2 separate regions of the Sus scrofa genome follow, and region 1 is linked to region 2. Evidence: chromatin contacts called from public Hi-C data. All regions are on one chromosome and are shown on one strand. The core of a region is the stretch at or near the end of the contact, and the rest is flanking DNA. Distances in the headings are between cores, read along the strand shown. Region 1 holds the start of NUDT8 (nucleoside diphosphate-linked moiety X motif 8). Region 2 holds the start of NDUFS8 (NADH dehydrogenase [ubiquinone] iron-sulfur protein 8, mitochondrial).

Region 1 (6,155 bases), core at 2,602-5,101, 81 kb before region 2:
GTAGTGCCCACTTCTGTGGGTGACAGTGTGACTATCCAGGGGCACCCCACAGGAAGCCAGCTGTCCCATGGGGTCTGCTCAAGGTCAGGGCTCCAGTGCAGAAGATGCAGTTGCCATGGAGTCAGGGAAGGCTCTTTATTTAGTCCTGGAGGGGGCTGGCCTGGCAGTGCAAAGGTGGGGGCTGCTCGGGCCAGGCCTTCAGCGCCTGGACAGGCTAAAGCCGGCCAGGCGGGGCTGGTAGGTACCAGGTGCCAGCAGCTGCAGGGTGAACTCAGTGATGATGGCCGTGAGCCCCCAGATACGGTGCGGCCCGTGCAGGAAGACAGGCAGTGTGTAGCGGAAGTGGCCCCCCTGGCGGAAGTGGGTATAGCCCTGGTTCTGTGCTTGCAGCAGATGGGTCAGAGGCAGAGCAAACACTTCATCCACCTGTGGGCAAGAGGCGGCAAGAGGGTAGACAGAGGGTGTCCCCCCCCACCACAGGGACAACCCGACCTCTCCCCTGGGCATCCCACTCACCTCCTCAGGGTTGGGCCTGAGGCTCTGGGGATCCAGTGGGCCCACACCAGCCAACACGGGCACCACAGTGACCTTGCGCTGAGGCAGGAGGAGGGCAGGCGGTCAGGGGAGGTATGGCCTCTGCAGGGCTTTGGGGCTGGGGGTGGGGTGGGGCCAGAGAGGAGGACTCCAGGGCCTTCAGCTGTGCAGGCCCGGTCCATCTGGCCCTGCCCAGGCCTGCGGACTGACTTAGGCCCCCCAAACACACTAGACCCATTCCAAACTCTGGGCCTACATAGACTGTTCCCTCCCCTTAGAAAAACCTTCCCTGGAGTTCCCGTGTGTCTCAGTGGTAATGAACTTGGCTACTACCCATGAGGACTAGGGTTCTATCCCTGGCCTCGCTCAGTGGGCCAAGGATCCGGCATTGCCGTGAGCTGTGGTGTAGGTCACATGTAGCTTGGATCTGGCATGGCTGTGGCTGTGGCGTAGGTCGGCGGCTGCTGCTCCGGTTCAACCCCTAGCCTGGGAACTTCCATATGCCATGAGTGCAGCCCTAAAAAGACCAAAAAAAAAAAAAAAAAAAAAGAAAAGAAAAAAAAGAAAGAAAAACCTTTTCTTACTTTTACTACCTTAAAATGTCCCAACTGTTATTCAGTCTCTACCTGTTTTGCAAAGCCGTCCCCAAGCTCTGTCCACCAAGATGAGCCGAGCTGCCTTCACCCAAGTACCTGAGCCTCAGTGTCCCCTGAGAAAGGGGGACAATATACCCCCGGCCCCGTCCCACTGGGTTGTGTGAGGATGGAACACAGCTGCCAGGCAGGTATCCGGGGCTCCACCATATGGCAGGAGTCCATGACCACTCCCTTGTCCCTGGGGGTCCCTGCTCCTAGCCCAGGGCAAGCAGAGGTGGTGAAGGGGATAAGGGCTGGTGGGGGCCTCAGGGCCTGGCAGGCTTACCTGGTCATACACAGGCTGCAGGACACCCCATACATGCTCCTCCGGCACAACAAGGCCCAGCTCCTCATGGGTCTCCCTCAGGGCCGTGTGCACTACGTCCCGGTCAGTGGGGTCACACTTGCCACCTGGGAAACTGAACGGCACGGGGAGCCTGGTTCTTGGGTGCTCATGGCCATGGATGGGTGGGGGAGCAGCTGTGGCAGAGGGCTAGTGACCCACCTAAATCCAGTCTGTCTCTAGACGACCGTGTCGGCGAGCTACCTGACTTCTCTGGGCTCAGTTTACCTCCTTGAGCAAAGAGGGTAAGAAAGAGGCCCTGGGCCTCAGACAAGCCAACTCTGCTTATGGTGGCCCCAGTGGCGCTGACATTGACCCTTGGGTGTCCCCCGTTCCCGCTGGGGCGGGGCCAGGTCAGGAAGTCAGGTAGCCCAGCCCCAAGCGCTTCTTCGGATCCGAAACTCGAATCTCCCCATAGTCGCCAGAAGGGGGCAGAGTCCTGCCTTTTTAGAGAAGGACCCCGATCAGAGACATGTCGTCTGCCTGAAGGGTAGCGGGACGCTCTTCGAAGGGTCCGCGCGGCGCCCGCGCAGTTGCACCGCGGCGCCAGGCTCCAGGCGGAGGGACGCGGGTCGCTGACTCCTGCCCCAGCCCGCTGGCAGGACGGGGCCTCCCCAGACCCATTCCACAGAGGCAGAAACCGAGGCTAGGAGAGGGTAAGTGCCCTGCCCAGGACCCTGAAGTCGCCGGGGTTCATTGGCCTCCTCCAAGAAGGGAGAGGAGTTCCTGGCCGGTGTACCTGACGTCACCCTTGTGCCTCCCGGCCAGGCGACTGGACCGCAGCGTGTAGAGCAGCGCCGGGACCCCGCGCACAGAACACAGCGGCACTAATACCGCGGCCGCCGCAGGCCGCGCGCGGAGCCGGACTGTGACCTCCGCTAGCAGTCGCCGGCAGCGCTGCTCGCCCTCCGCCGACAGGTAGTCGGGCAGCATGTCCGGCGGGGCGCGGCCGGGACAGCAAGGGCACTGGGCCGCGCGAGGGAGAGAGGGCAGCACTCACACTCCCAGGTCTTTCGGAAACCCGGAGGGGACCGCGGGAGGAGTCTCCCGTCCCCATGGGCGGGTGGGGCCTCCAAAGCAGCACCAGCCACGCCCACGGGGCGGGGCCCAACCCAGGCTGGAGGCCCTTCCTCGAGTTGGGGGCGGGCCCGGAAGGGGCGTGACCAGATAGCCTGGGCTTCCGGCAGGGGGGAAAGGGGAGGGGGGGAAGGGGGGGGAAGGGGAAGGGGGAAGGGGGAAAGGGGGAAGGGGGGAAGGGGAAGGGGGGAAGGGGCAGGGGCGGGCGCGGCGGAGCTGCCCGGGATGGTCTAGGCTGTTGGCGGTACCCTAGGGCAGCTGGGGTTGCACGTGGCCCGGCGGCTGGCCCCGCCCTTGCCGACTGCGGGGTTGGTAGTCAAGGTGTCTGGCTGTTGAAGCCTTGCCGGGCCCGCGTTCTTCGCGTTCGCGAGTGTCCGGGACCTCGCAGGAAGTGCTCCGGGATGTTTCCAGTCGGCGTTCAGGGGGTCTACGGCGCGCCCCTTCGGGAGGCGGAGACGCCAGGGGCTGCGGGAGGAGTGCCCGGCCCTCCGCTCCCTCCGGGCCCTATCTCCTGATTCCGCTGGGTGGCGCGCGTCGCACCCTCTCGTTCCAAAGGGAACCCACTGGAGCCCCACCCCTTAGCCATGCTTTTCCCAGAGCCGGGAGCTCGCCTCTCCTCCTGCCCCCGCTCTTCCGCACTTTCTACTTCTATAGGTGTTGGTTTACGTGTCACTTTTTCTAGAAGCTCCTGCTTGGAGTCCTGATCGCATTCTCAATCTCCTCTTCCACCCCCACCTTGACCCCTGCGGTCCCTGTCTGTGGTGTTCTGCATCCTTCTGCCACCTCTGGCTCCTTGAGAACCAAATTTGCACGTGGCACCTAAACGTGGAATGGCAGGTGCTTCCCTGAGCTGCACAGCCTCCCTCGCAGCCCTGACGCTCAGCTTGTGTCACCACCTTTCCCGTCACTCTGTGCCCCAACGAAGCCAACCGCACTGGGTAGAGCTTTGGGATGTCTGCCCAGACACGGGGGCATGGGCATTCCTGAGGCCCTCCTCCCTGACCTCTGAAGAGAGAAGTGCTCTGACCACCTGTGCCAAATGATTTAATGTTGGGGGGAAGAAAGGTAAAGCAGCGTTTGGAGGCGTCACCCCCAAGGCAGAAGGGGGCAGGTTGGGATGTGGGGGGGGGCTGGTTTCAACCCTGGTGCCATTGCAGCCTTGCTGTGACTCTGGGCAGGTCACTTCTCTCTCTGGGCTTCCACTTGCTCTGTTCTCCTTGTGAGGGGAGGGGGGTCTCTACAGAGGTGAGGCCAGGGTAGGCGCTCTGTACACAGGGCTCCTCCACCGTCACTGTGGGTCCTGGCCAGGCCCCAGGCACATGGCAGTTGGGGAGAGGAGCCCCATCCTTGCTGGGAGGGGCAGCCCCCCCTGATCTCTATCAGGCCGGATGTTGGGGAGGGGGTATGGTGTCGGTCGGGCCCTTGGGATTCGGAGGGGGCTTGAGGCTCCAGGGTACAGGCCCTGGTAGGTGAGGGGCTGGTAGGTGGCCTGGGCTAGCAGAGCCTCAGTGGGGGCCAGCAGCTGATGGTGGAGCCTGGCAGGGGTCCTGGAGGTGAAGGCTGGAGCTTTGTTGGGGTCTGGGGGAGGAAATGGTCTGAGTGGGTCCCATTCTCCCCTGACCTTCAGGCTGCCTGCCTGTCCCCCGCTCCTCCCATCCCAAGCTGCCCACCTCTTGGCCTTCGCTCTTACCGTTCCCTCTGCCTGGAATTTCGTACCCACCTTCCCCCTCTGTCCAAAACCTTCCCAATCCTCCAGGGCCAGCTCAGAAGCCACCTCCTCCGGGAAGCCTACTTGCCCTCCCTGCTCTCCTCTCTCTGCCCTGGGCCCCAAATTGTCTTAGAAATCTCTGCCTCCCCTTCTCTCTCCACACAGAAGCCCAGTGAGCTTGCTAAGCAGGCTGAAGCCCCTTCCTGGAGGCCCCTTGGCCCTGTCCTCCCATTCCCCTCCACCCTGCCCCATGCTTCCTGTGCACTATGCAGGCCCTGGTCTCACTGCATCTGCGGGCCTCCGGCAAACCTTTCTCCTGCTCAGTGGAGCCCTTCAGCAGACAGGGGCCAAGGCTGCTGCGCCTCCGGGTCGGGACGCTGAGCAGGGGCCGTGGAGATACAGTCCTAAAGGTGGGACGAGCAGGGGGTCAGGATGGAGAGCCTGGGCCAGGGGTCAGGGTCAGGTGGGGGGACCCCAGCGCAAACCAATGGGCATGACCCTGAAAGAAGGTTCAGGAACCAAGGACTTCGGCGATGTCTGGGGATAAGGATAGGGGTGAGGGGATGGGTTAGGGCAGCAGGGTGGACTGTCAGGGGCCAGCCAGTACCAGGAGTCCGGGTCACTCTCCCTAAAGCCCTTGGCAAAGGGGTTGCTGGCGATTTTCAGCTGGGTGATCTGTAGAGGAGAAAGTGCCATTAGGGGCCAGCCCCGGGGCTGGGGAAGGGCCCCAGGCTCAGCCACCCTCTCCTCCCTGGACACCCTAACCTGGGGGCCCTGGGCCTTGGGCCCTGAACCCCTCAACTTAGGAACCACAGAGCCTGTGGGCATGAAGGCAGGGGAATGGCTGGGGACAGATCCCCACTGAGTCCCAGGGAAGGAGAGAGGGCAGGGGTCTGTGTGCCTGTGGGGCCCAGGGGCCTGGGGCCTCAGAGTCGCCCTGTGCGATGGGCTGGCAGCTGCCCCACAAGCCGTGGCCTGACCCACCCGGTGGTTCTGATACGCCGTCACGGCCGTGAACTGGGTCTCCGTGAAGACGAAGGACTTGAAGTTCTCCTGGGCGTAGCGCTCGCTGTCCTTGCGGGGGTCCACGAAGACCACGTGGAAGCGGGGCTGGTAGCGGTGCATGGAGTTGAGAATGATCTGTGGGGGTGCGGAAGGGGCTGTGCAGGGCTGGGCGCGGCAGCCTTGTGACGGGCCCGGGTCTGAGCTTGTGCGTCTGCCGTTCTGAGCCAGGCGCCTTTGTGGCGGAGCGTCCTTGCCACTTGGCCTCTCTCACCGCCGCATCCCAGCTCTCAGGGACCTGTCTGGAATCTGACCCCCTGTCCCACCTGCTGCCTCCGCCCTGCCTGGCCACCATCATCTTTCTCTTGGATTGTCCTCTGCTGCCTTCCTGCCACTCTCCCCACCTCCACCGGGTGCCTGGGTCCCTTCTCCCCGCCACCCCCACAGCCCTGATGAGCTGCAGCTCAAAACGCTCCTGTGGCTCCCGCCCTGCTCACAGTAAAGACCAGAATCTTCTCTGCAGCCAACTGGCCCTGTAGGTCAGCGCTGGCCCCCCTTAGGCTCTCTTCCCCTCCCAGTGCCCCTCCTTGCTCCACTCCAGCCACAGGGGAGCCGCCTCACAGCATTTTCCAGCCCCAGGGCCTTTGCACTTGCTGTTGCTGCCTGCAACAGCTCCCCCCTTAGAAGCACAGGCTCCCTCCTCCTCTTCCTTCACATTTCTCTTTATTTTATTTTTTTTCTTTTTGTTGCACCCGTGGCACGTGGACATTCCCAGACAGGGATCAAACCCGAGCCACTGTTGCACCCCAGCTGTGGCAATGCCAGTCCTTGATTCACTGCGACACCAGGGAACTTC
Region 2 (6,934 bases), core at 1,660-4,159:
TAGGCCACTAGGGAACTCCCAATTTAGGTGTTTTGTTGGTTTTTTTTTTAATGTCACTGTGATCACTGTCCACTGTGCTGCCATGGCTCTTCCCCAACAGCACCTGTCAGCACATGCAGCTGCGTGGGAATAAACATTTAAAAATCTTTTTAGGAGTTCCCGTCGTGGCGCAGTGGTTAACAAATCCGACTAGGAACCATGAGGTTGCGGGTTCGGTCCCTGCCCTTGCTCAGTGGGTTAATGATCCGGGATTGCCGTGAGCTGTGGTGTAGGTCTCAGACGCGGCTCGGATCCCGAGTTGCTGTGGCTCTGGCGTAGGCCGGAGAATACAGCTCCGATTAGACCCCTAGCCTGGGAACCTCCATATGCTGCAGGAGCGGCCCAAGAAATACCAAAAAAAAAAAAAAAAAAAAAAAAAAAAAAAAAAAACTTTTTAACTTTCCATCTTTCCTCCTGCTTTTTTTAAGTATAATTGATTTACAATGTTTCAGGTGTACAGCAAAGTGATTCAGTTATACATTCTTTTGCAGCTCCTTTTCCATTACAGCTTATTACATGATATTAAATACAGTCCCCGGTGCTATACAGGGGGGCCTTGTTTCCCTATTTTTTTAATTTTTTATTTTTTTTGGCTGAAGCTATGTGACATGTGGACGTTCCTGGGCCAGAGATCGAACCGAACAGAGTCACAGCAGTGACAAGTCCGGAGTCTTAACCCGCTGAGCCACAAGGGAGCTCCTATCTGACATATAGTAGTGTGTATCTGTTCATCCCCAATCCCCAATTCATCCTTCCCCGACCCTTGCTCACTCATGACCACTGTCTACCCATTTTGCTCCAGCACCTGGTGTCCTCAACATTTATTTGAGTGGCTGCTTGTTCGGGGCTAAGCCCTTTCCCCACAGCATCTCATGATTAGCCCCCTTTATAGAAGGGGAAACCAAGACGGGGTGAATTAGCCCAGCCAGGTCATACGGTGGGACTGGCAGAGCCCAGGTCTGTCTGACGTCCCCTCGGCTGGCCACTGGGGGCCTGACGGCCACACTCTCTGCCACCGGACAGGCGCCAGTGGGATGGGCAACTACCATGGCAAGTTCTCCTTCGACACTTTTTCCCACCACCGCACCTGCCTGTTGCGCAGTCCTGGGCTGGAGAAGATCTACGCCATCCGGTACCCACCCCATTCTCCACGCAACCTGAGGGTGCTGCTGACGGCCATGGAGACCCGCAGCTGCAGCTGCACCCTGCTGTGAGCCGGCTTCAGGCACCGGAGGATCCAGCACCCCTTCCAGCTCACCTGAGTCCTCTGCAGCCACGGCCACCTGGGGCTGGAGGAGATATGACTGGGGTCCTCGGCACAGGAGGAAAAGGCCGGGGCCAGTGCTTGCCCTCCTCTCTCCTGGGGTTTCTCTCTTTGAGAAGATGTCCCCCAGCTAGGATGGGTCACGGTGCAGGAGTGTGGGAACCAGTGCAGTAACCTGGCTGCCTCCTCCCACCCTGGCCACCTGTGTCCCCGGAGAGGAGGGTAGATGTGGGCACCTCTTGGCCACCACCCTTTCTGTGGCGGGTGCAAAACGGGCCCTGGCATCTGGCCCATGTCACGCTGTGGACGGGCTGTGACCGGGGTCATCCCTGCCCTCTCTGAGCCTGTCTCCCTGTCTGTGTACAGAGGAGGTAGCGAACAGCACCTCCAGACAGCACTGTGAGGATTAAATCTCGGAGCTGAATCGCTGACTCCAAGCTTCAGGTGTCCTGTCTCCTCACTTGGGTGGGTGAGGCTGCCCCCGTCGTCTCTCCCCCCACCTGTCCCTCCAGTTCAAGCTGATGAGACACCTGCAGCAGGACTCCCCTTCAGCTTGCGCCTCTTGGGAGCTCTGGATGTGCTCCCGTCCCCCAAGTGGCTGGCCCTGGGTGCCTTCCCCACAGCATATCCCAGCCTGGACTCACACGCTGCCCTGCCTGCCAATCCTCCTGGGCCCCAAGGCCCTGGCGTGGTCCCCCTCCACTCAGCCACCAGAGCCAAACTCCTGGGCCTCCTGCTGGATACTCCCTTCTCACCTCCCAGATCCCATCTTTGAACAATTCCAGATGATTCTATAATGCTGCCGAACTTCCCTGAGCCATACAGCAATCACTGTGCCCAGACCCAGCCCTTCTCCTCCGCAGTACCCACGTGGCCCTCAGCCTGACCCCCTTCAGAGGCGTGCTCTGGCCCACAAGTCTGGACCCTTAACAGTCCCTGGGAGGCCCCATGCGTGCCACCCTCTCCTTGTCCTCTTCAAATGCCCTCGAGGTGTCCTCCTTTTCGGGCAGACCTCTGCACTGACGCTGGGCATATCCTCTGGTCCTTCTTGTTCTGCCCAACTCCTCTTTACTGTCTGCTGGGACGGCACCTCCTCCAGGAAGTCCTCCCTGACCACTTTCCACTCCCTCCGACCCAGATGACCTAGGGGATCTTCTCGGCCTCCGGGGTCCCTCTGCCGCACAAGTCACTGGGAGGAAACACCGCTTTGGTGGCCGTTGAGGGACGGGGCTCCCGAGTCGTTTAGATCCAAGACCGTTGTGGCGGCCACACGCAGCAGCTCTAAGGCTTGGACCAAGTAATTACGCATGCCCGTGCCTCAGTTTCCCCATCTGTAAAGCGAGAACGATCGTTCCTTCACACAGGGCTCCGTGAGGATTAAATGAAACCGCTCGGGTGAAGTTTTAGCCCGGAGCAGGCACGGCTCCCGCGCGTAATCAAGCGCCGAGATTCTCGTCCCCGCTATCACATACCGCCCGCGGAGGCCGGGGGGGCGGAGGGGGGCGGGTACCTCTGGCCAGGATGCCCAGTCAGAACTGGAGCAGCTTCCCTAAACCACGCCTCGGATGTCCCGCCTCCAAGGAACCGGGAGTCCCGGTTCATCAGCCTCTTGAATCCAGCTCGGCGGCGCTCTACCGCACTTCGAGCGCCTGCTCTTCCCTAGCCAATCGGATTAAAGGTCGTCTTTGATCCCGCCTCTTTTGGCCGCATCAGCCAATCAGACCACACTATGAAGAGTCAGCGCGGAAAAGGCAAAGCCAGCCGGCCCAATGGAAGCGTCCCAGGAATGTAGGCTCCGCCTCTCGGTGGACCGGCCTCCTCCGCACGGGAAGGAGCGGCAGCGCTTCAAGGTGGGTGTTCGGGGCTCAATTGTTAAGGCCAGGTCTGGGCAGCGCGGCGTCGGGGGCGAGTGTGGAGCCCCTGCTGGCCCCGCTGGCTCCGCGCCCAGGCTCATCTCGGCCCGCCCAGGACCCGCAGCCTCCGTGCCCTTGAGCGTGCAGCGGGCGGATCGAGAGGCCCATACCCTCAGGGCGCAGGCGCCGCCCGCATCCGTGGGGTCAGAGGTCGTGAGGAAGGTCGGGGAAGGAGCTGGGTTGGGCTCCTGTCACTGAATTCGGCGGTCAAAGAAATGGGCCCTGTAGAGGTCACAGGTCACGGGAGGGGCACTTTTGAGCTCAGGCTAAGTGCCAGGCCCGGGGCTAAACCCTTGGCATCGTCGAGCTCCCGTTTCACAGACGAGAAAACCCAAGGTCACTGCAGGCTGGGAGACAGTTCCAGAAGGGCCTGGATGCTGGGGAAAGGAGTTGATCTGGAGGGTTATTTGAGCCTTTAAAGGGTTCCAGCAGGGGAGGCCTGGAGGTGTGAAGGGAGGGGTCTGGTCTGGGTTCACATCCTGGTCTCACCTCCTTAGGTGTGACTGTGGGCAGGTCACTTCACACGAGTGAGCGCAGCTTCTCATCTGTGCCTCCCTCTGGGGTGGGTGGGAGTCCTCCTGAGGACAAAGTGACAGTGCACGTGACCCCTAGCAATGTGCTTGGCACAGGGAGCTCTCAGTAAAGGCTGTTGGCAGTGTTATCTGCGTCCATCTGGAGGCTGGGAGGGGCTACACCTGGGAACGGGAAGGCTGCCTGTGCCTCTGATCAGAATGGGGTTGAGTAGGGGACAAGATGACGTGGTCGTGCTGGGTCAAGGGTCAGGGCTCCTGCAGTGCTGGAGTGCGGGGGTCTGGGGGGCCCTGTATGGGACCCACCTACACCTCCCTCCCTTTCACCCCCACAGATGCGCTGCCTGAGCACGCCCATGCTGCTGCGGGCCCTGGCCCAGGCCCAGGCTGCACATGCAGGTAGGACTCGGGGGCCTTTCTGGGGTTGGGGTTGGGTGCGGTACCACCTCTCAGGATGAGGTCGCAGCTGCACAGCGGAACCCCTCTCCTTGCAGGACATCCCAGCGCCCGGACCCTCCACAGCAGCGCGGTCGCAGCCACCTACAGTGAGTAGTCCTGGCAGGGCTCCCCCTCTCCCAGCCTTAGTTGCCACTCCGTAAAAGGAGGGTGGTGATCGAGATTGAATGTGGTCCATGGGAGCCGAGTCCGTCATTGCAGGGCGTTGGGGGGGCAGCCCTTCCCAGTGGCTACACAGTATTATTTCAGAGCTGCCCTGCCCTGTGCGGTTTGAGTCGGGAGCTGCCAGGTGTGAGCCTTGGGAGCCTGTGTTTGTTCATCGGGACCCCAGTACCCAAACCGCCTCCTGCCCCCATCACCTCCTGGCTTAGATGGCCACACAGGTGCAGGGAGAAGCCAGGGAGGACTGCCCAGGGCCAGAGGCCGGCAGGGGAGGGTTTGGTGAAAGAGCAGACCCCTGGGGGAGGCCAGGCTTCATCTCCCTGAGCTGGAGTCCTGGGGGAGGGCCTGTGTGAGGACCCCCTACGGCACTGCTGCTTTGCCCACCTCCCCTGCAGAGTTTGTGAACATGCGTGAGCCCTCGATGGACATGAAGTCGGTGACTGACCGGGCAGCCCAGACCCTGCTGTGGACCGAGCTTGTCCGAGGTGGGCCCCGGGGCAGAGGGGCGAGGTGGGCTGGGGATGGGCACAGAGGTGTTAGGGAAGAGAGGCCCTTCCCACCATGCCTGTGCTGCCCCCAGGCCTGGGCATGACCCTGAGCTACTTGTTCCGGGAGCCGGCCACCATCAACTACCCATTTGAGAAGGGCCCGCTGAGCCCGCGCTTCCGCGGGGAGCACGCGCTGCGCCGGTACCCATCCGGGGAGGAGCGTTGCATCGCCTGCAAGCTTTGCGAGGCCGTCTGCCCTGCCCAGGTGAGCCCCTGACCCCGCCTGACCGCCCAGCTCAGCCTCCACTGGGAGTGAAGTGGGAGCGAGGTGGGAGGCGCTGGGCCCTGAACTCTGGCCCCCCTGCTGGCTATGTGTTCTCCAGGAAAGTTCCTTTGCTGCACTGAGCCACTCCCCCCCCCCCCCCCCCCCCCCGTGAAGAATTGGAATGATGAGCCAGGTTGTCGGAGCCACGGAGGCGGTGACTCAGTGTAGTGAAGCTCTCAGCCCCCGACAGACCACGTGACATGTGTGGGTCCCGCCCTTGGAGGTTTGGTCCAGGGAGTGAAACCCACGCCTTGAGCCACGAGGTGGCACCTGAGGGTCTCTGCTTTTACCCGCATGCAGCAGTGATCTGAAGAGCCCTGCCTGTGTGCCTTTCACAGGGCCTGACCCAAGGACACAGGTGACACAGCTGAGGCCCTCGCTGCCCTGGTGGCGGCTCCTTTGAGCCCTGAGTGTTCGGTTCTGCTGGAGGGGCCCACAGGGACTGCCTGCAGTCACTGCCTATTAGTATAGAAACAGAAAGACACAACTGGGCACAGGTGGGTGTGCCCAGCAGGCACAGGGGGTACCCCCAGTCCACACAGCGCCCCCTCCCAGCAGCTGCTCGAGGCCACATCTCTGTGACTCAGGACAGCTCCTGTCCAAGTCCTGGCTCATCTCCTGGCCACTCCCAGGTCCTCCAGGCGACAGCCTGTGGCCTTGCTCTTTCCGCGCCGGGAGAGCCCCAAAAAATAATAGCAGTCATGCCCTCTAGGCAGCGAGGGCCGGCCACGGACCAGGCACTGTGCCAAGCTCATGGTTTACACAAGTCTAGGAGGTTGAGGCTATTATCGCCATTTTTATAGACAAGGAAACTGAGGCCCAAAGAGAAGTGGCTGCTGGTCTGAGGTCCCACTCATTACACTCCTGAGGACATCTGTGGCCTTGGCCACGCCACTTCGAAGGTCCTCTCGGCTGTGGAAGGGCCCAGGCCACCCCTTCCCCCAGCGAGTGCGAGGCTGCACCCAGGAACTGAGAGTTAAGGACTTGTCATTGAGTCTGAGCCTTGCCCCTCACTTACTGTGTGGCTTCGGGAAACCCCTCGACCTCTCTGAGCCTCACGTTTCTCATCCACTAAATGGGGATAGCTAGATGTAATTGGGAGGCTGTTGAACAGACAACCAGTAGTATTTGGGCATCTTTTACAGTTGGGACCCCTCGGGGCTGCAGGTGCTATGATGAACAAGGCAGGCCACAGCCCTCTCCTCGTGGGACTCAGGTCCTGAGGCAGGAGATGCTGGCAGTTTACAAATGGGGGAAAGCCAGCTAGGGCAGCGCTCAGAGGCTGACCGAACAGCCGTGCTGGGACAGGAGTCAGGAAGGGCACCGGCGAGCTCCCAGGGCCCCAGGAGTGGGGGTGAGCAGTAGCGGGGGTGGACTCGGTGTTGGGGCCAGCGTGGCCGGCCGGTGACTGTCCCCTGCACCCACCCCCGCCCCAGGCCATCACCATCGAGGCCGAGCCGAGGGCCGACGGCAGCCGCCGGACCACGCGCTATGACATCGACATGACCAAGTGCATCTACTGCGGCTTCTGCCAGGAGGCCTGCCCCGTGGACGCCATCGTCGAGGTGAGCGGGGCCCCGCGGTGGGGGAGGCCGGGGAGGAAGCTCCTGGGAGGGGCCTGACGCCCCCAAATTGCAGGGCCCCAACTTCGAGTTCTCCACGGAGACGCACGAAGAGCTGCTGTACAACAAGGAGAAGCTTCTTAACAACGGGGACAAGTGGGAGGCCGAGATCGCCGCCAACATCCAGGCCGATTA

The links. Hi-C and Micro-C count contacts between places; a contact is called where the count stands out from the background.
Region 1: a Hi-C map of liver shows a contact between it and region 2, with 5 times the contacts expected there. The contact joins the promoter of NUDT8 here to the promoter of NDUFS8 in region 2. A contact is called at or near these places in 2 of 47 Hi-C or Micro-C datasets (heart right ventricle and liver) and 1 of 2 datasets of contacts at active chromatin or transcription factors (alveolar macrophages).

Annotation. Positions count from the first base shown.
Region 1 is chr2:4,946,504-4,952,658 of Sscrofa11.1, reverse strand. It overlaps NUDT8 (nucleoside diphosphate-linked moiety X motif 8), which reads right to left and starts at 3,851. Exons shown (of 4, transcript XM_003122437.4): 1 at 2,252-3,851; 2 at 1,456-1,588; 3 at 517-594; 4 at 121-426. The coding sequence starts at 2,445. The coding sequence ends at 199. TBX10 (T-box transcription factor TBX10) reads right to left here. Exons shown (of 1, transcript XM_021082741.1): 1 at 4,542-6,155. The coding sequence starts at 5,422. The coding sequence ends at 4,757.
Region 2 is chr2:4,863,367-4,870,300 of Sscrofa11.1, reverse strand. It overlaps NDUFS8 (NADH dehydrogenase [ubiquinone] iron-sulfur protein 8, mitochondrial), which reads left to right and starts at 2,909. Exons shown (of 7, transcript XM_003122434.3): 1 at 2,909-3,153; 2 at 4,082-4,145; 3 at 4,241-4,291; 4 at 4,760-4,849; 5 at 4,945-5,117; 6 at 6,614-6,742; 7 at 6,816-6,934. The coding sequence starts at 3,073. It also overlaps a transcript of ALDH3B1 not described here.